Regions from separate parts of the Gossypium hirsutum genome. Here region 2 is linked to region 1. The links are chromatin contacts, called in public Hi-C maps. All regions are on one chromosome and are shown on one strand. The core of a region is the stretch at or near the end of the contact, and the rest is flanking DNA. Distances in the headings are between cores, read along the strand shown.

What was found. A called contact is a pair of places that touch in the nucleus more often than the background predicts.
Region 2: a Hi-C map of leaf shows a contact between it and region 1, with 1.8 times the contacts expected there. The contact joins the promoter of LOC121220375 here to the promoter of LOC107886632 in region 1. A contact is called at or near these places in 7 of 34 Hi-C or Micro-C datasets (leaf and petal).

What each region holds. Positions count from the first base shown.
Region 1 is chrA03:101,569,860-101,572,424 of Gossypium_hirsutum_v2.1, reverse strand. It overlaps LOC107886632 (probable inactive receptor kinase At1g27190), which reads right to left and starts at 1,269. Exons shown (of 1, transcript XM_016810656.2): 1 at 1-1,269. The coding sequence starts at 828.
Region 2 is chrA03:101,704,519-101,707,083 of Gossypium_hirsutum_v2.1, reverse strand. It overlaps LOC121220375 (transcription factor BHLH089), which reads left to right and starts at 1,271. Exons shown (of 6, transcript XM_041100073.1): 1 at 1,271-1,838; 2 at 1,999-2,196; 3 at 2,433-2,498. The coding sequence starts at 1,620.

The sequences.
Region 1 (2,565 bases), core at 20-2,519:
GTTATGAGATTTCAGCAGTTCAATCCAACTACTACCATCTTTGCCCTCCACATCGTAACTTTTCTTTCTTTTTTCGCCTGCGCCGGCTCGGAGAAAGAACCACCACCAAATGGCGAAACCGACGATTAACGAAACTGCGGCGCCAGTCACACCAGCTATTATGATAATTCCCAGATTTTTAGCGTTCAATCCACCGCATTTTGATAAGGGTTTCCCACAAAGTCCATGGTTACCATCAAAACCATCTTCCCCGAATCTGGCTAGATCTGAGGGGATGGAGCCAGACAAGTCGTTACCGGCAACGGAAAACCGTTTAAGGCGGTCCAACCGAGCTAGCTCGTAAGGGATCGAACCAGACAATTTGTTATCGGATAAAACGAGGTCGTTTAGGAACTTACAGTCGACAATCTGAAGAGGGATGGAACCAGAGAAAAGGTTACCAGAGAGATCGAGATGAACGAGGTAAGGAAGCCAAGAGCATATATCGCTAGGAATGGGACCGGAGAGAGAGTTGTTAGAAAGATCTAGAATCTGGAGGCTCCGACAGTACTTCAAAGAGTCCGGTAGCTGACCCGACAGCTTCATGGAAGGGAGGTGGAGGCTAATGATTCGGTTTTCCTTCTCATTCCAGCACGAAACGCCGGTGAGCTGGCAAACGGAGGTGGATGAGCGGTTGCTGAAGCTCCAGGTCGAAAGAGGGGAGTCGGCGCCGGTAAGGGATTTTTTCAGTCCTTCAAGACAGGCGATGTCATCTTCGATGGCGAAAGAGAGCAAGAAATTAAAGAGCAAAAGCAAGGATGTCGCCAAAATGAGAATGTTCTTCTTCATGGCTGAGCTGCCGGCGCCGCTTGATGCTCTGCGTTAGAGTTAGGGTTTCTGTTTTCCCTTGTTAAAAGAGGTGAGAGATGACGGTTAGAAGAGGAAACAAAATGGAGGAAGAGGAAGAGGAAGATGAGGGAAATAGGCAGCTGACATTTGACTGTTTGGAGACAAAGAGAAAGAGAGGAAAAAAAGGGGAAAAGAAAGGAGTAGCTAAGCTCAACTCAGCTCAGCAGCTGCTGCTGCTGCTGTTGTTGTTTTAGCTTTTTTGACTGCCAGTTGAAATTTTCATGTTCGACTTTGTCTTTTCCTATTTTAGTAGCCTTTTTCTTGTTGTCTTATAAATTAATTATAATGAAACTTAAGACTTTTGTATATAGATTTAGATTTAGCTATAAAGCGGCACCGTATTGCATGGGGAAGTAGATCAACATCAAGATTTGTTTTGTAAATGCGAAGGTGATTGAGAGGGATGGGGTCTTATTCTGAGACAAATAACATGCTGCCGAGTTTTGGGTCAATTGTGGGCCCATAACCCTATCTCTTTTTCTTTAATAATAACTTTCGGTCCTCTGCTCTTTGTAACGTTATATTATCATTGTGTTGTAAGTTTCAACGTCTTGAATAACGGGAAACGGTTTTCCCTTTTTTTTTCTTTTTTTCTTTTTGGGGGTTAAAATGCGCGTATATACCTCCTGGCTCCTGTATTTAGCTCTTTATTTTTTAAATTTTAAAGTTTAAATTTAACTGTTAATATCGTCAACTTTTTTATTAGATTTTTTTATTGTGACATTTTGAATTAAAAAAATTATTTATTTAGTAATTATGTAATTAAAAATTATTTTAATAAAAAATTAAAAAATTTAATAGTTTAATCAGAATTTTGAAATTAAAAAATTTAAAAAATTAAATTCCAATACACACTAATTTTAAAAAATAAATTGCCTCCCTTTTAATGATAAAAAATAAAAAAGTTGATTATTGCTATAAATAAAGGTTGGGCTGAGTCCATTTAGTAATTAAGAGGCCCAGTGTTGGGTAAATCCCATGGAGGCCGTCAAAGTCACAGATTGTTAGTATATTAATATTTTCTAGCCTTTCCGATTAATTACTATTAAATCAATCAACTAATAAGTTTGGTTTAATTGATTATATATAATGGGACCGAATGTCGTTTGTAGCACTAAGAAAGACGAACATAGACAACCGAAAAACGTATGATATGATGGGAGAATCCCTTGGCGTAAAAGCCTCTTTTTATTAAAAAAGGATGAAAAATCATAAAACTCCATGTAAGTCAGTGGGTGCTCTTTCACAATTGATTGGATTAAATGGAATGAAGTAGTAAAAGTGGCAATGCAATTAATGGTGTAAAGTTTGGACGTTGAAATCCACCATATTTAATCAAAACAATGTTTCTTTCTATAGTCAACCCACTCTCCAAAATGGAATCAGTGTTATGGCAATGTGCTGCCAAATTAGCCTACACGTATCTTTTTACTATATTTTATATTTTATATATTATTGATTTTATATATCTATACTGCTATAAATGAAAAAAAAAACAACAACAACACTAAACAATTACAATAAAAAAATATAAAATTAAAAGTTTAATGTATCTTTTTGAATTAAACTACGCATAATTTGAGGATGTGTGAAGAACACTTTGATACTTGTGAATATTATAGCATCATGTTTGGTCATAAAATCTGTAACTTTATTGTGCACTTTTGAAGTATGACG
Region 2 (2,565 bases), core at 22-2,521, 130 kb before region 1:
ATAATTTTTTAACCTTGACAGAATTCTTTTATGTTTTTTTTACGACACATGAAAAAAATACTTTTTGACTTTTCAAAAACAAGAAATGGAAAGTTTTTTATTTTTATTTTTAATGTTCAAAGTTTAGAGGGGTGTTCCCTAAATTCAATGGGTTAAAAGTTACATAGGACGATAAGAGATGATGTTTAAGAGTTGTGCAACTATTGAACCGGTGGTAGTGAAAATTCGGCCAAAGAAAGTTTGAACTCTTGGATTGTAAGGGAAAAAGGAAAAGGAATCTATGGGTAGTATCTTTTGCTGGAGGTACCAACCAAAATAGGAATTGATAGTTGAAGGCTTGGAAAATGAGAAGAACCGTAAATAACTTCAATGATGATTTATGTTTCTAGATATTTTGACTATTCCACGACACCAATCTTACTCGGCCTTCTTTACTTCATAACAATCCAACAATAACGAGGTGAACTTACACACACATATATATGCGTCATGTTACATATATTTAGTATTCTTAATGTGGTTAATATTATATGATATTGTGTTGATACTAAATTTAATTTTTTTTTCAGATAAGTATGATAACTATTGTCTTTTCCTCAAAAAAAAAAAACATTTATTATACTAAAATTAGCATGCAAAATTTTCACGATTTTGATAAATTGATTTAAATTTTAAAAAATATAGAATTTTATTAAACTTTTAAAAATATAAATAATAATAATATTTGTAGTTAATAACATAAGTATAAAAATTATATCTTTGATCTTAATTTATATATCTCATAATATAATTTTACACAAAACTTAAAAATTGAATATAATTCCTCCCTCTTTTGTATTATAAAATTTTAATCATAATTTTTCTAATCGTCTTGCAAAATTTGTACAAAAAACTTAACAAATAAATATATCATATTTTAATAAATATACATACCTTTTATTATCAATTTATTAAAATTTTAAATATAAACAATTTAACATATTTTTAAATATTTATATTATAATATATTTAATTTATTATGGTATAATATATAAAAATAATATGGTTGAAATTTGGTTATTTTAAATCATTTCAAAACACAAGAACAGTTAAAATTGAGATTTTATTTCTTCATTAAATGAATCTACTTTTATAGTTGAGAAGCTAATTTAGGGTTATTGTTTAAAAAGAAAGAAAACTGGAAGGGAAATGGCGATGAGTAGGTACTTAATACCTAAACACGGCAATGACAAGAAAATAAATAGCTAAAGATTCCCAAAATTCATACTCATAAACTTTCTAACAAATTGACACTTAATCATTGTTTTTCTAATCATTAATCACATCAGCTTAATTTCCCAATTACTACTAATCAAGTGATACGGTGGATTTAAAAGTGGAATCGGATGGTGGAGAAGCGAAGGAGAGAGAGAGATAAGGGGTTGTGGAAGCATAAAAAAGAATCCTCCCTGTAAACCTCACTGGAAGTTACTTAAGTTCGCAACTCTCGAGGTCTCTTTCTAAACCATCATAGATACACAGTTCGGTAATGAGATCAAACACATTAGAGACAACAAGCAATAAAACCCATCATCTTTCTTCGCTAATAATTTAAGCAAACTTTATCTTTTTGCTGGGTGATGGATCCACCAGCTATGATGAGCGATGGGGGGTACAATCTAGCAGAGATCTGGCAGTATCCCGTGAGTGAATCTGGGTTAAGGAGGGGTCAGTTTGGGAATGTGCCGCCGCCTCATTACGACCACCCCAATCCAGAGGTATCGGGTGGTATGAGGAGAAGGCGTGATGGAGAAGATGAGGCAGCTAAGGTTGTCTCCACCAGTAGTGGCAATGGCGTGGTATTCATTTTCATTTTACTTCTTTCATTAATTGGATTTTGTGATCCTCACTTGCACTATTTCAGATGGGCACCTTTTTATTTTGCTTGACATTTATCTTTCAAGTATTGAAAGGAAATGATTGGAATTAATAGGGCAGTTTTTTTAATAATTTGGGCAGAGTTTTGGTGATGGAAAGAGACTTAAAGCATCAGGATGCAGAGAGGAGAATGATGATTCTAAAGTTGAAGCAGCAGAACCCAGTTCAGGCAAGCCAGTGGAACAAAAAGCTAAACCACCAGAGCCACCTAAACAAGACTACATCCATGTGCGAGCTAGAAGGGGTCAAGCTACTGATAGTCACAGTTTAGCAGAAAGGGTAACTTGCTTTATGATTGTTGAAATCCTTGCAATGTATAAAAACCGAAATTTGATACAAAGGACATGTCTTTGATTGTGAAACTTATATATCTAACCCTTTAATATTTTGTTATCGCCTACTATTTTTTACCATCATTATGCAGTTTTTGGCGTTTTGGTTGAACAAAATTCATAGAATCTGACGTACATGAAGATTTGAATATGTTTCACTGATCCGAATAGTTTGATGGACAGGCGAGGAGAGAAAAGATTAGTGAAAGAATGAAAATTCTTCAGGATCTGGTCCCTGGTTGCAATAAGGTATATAGCAATGAAAATTTTGTAAACTGTCTTGCTACCAACTCTATATTTGTTTATTCAATGTTTT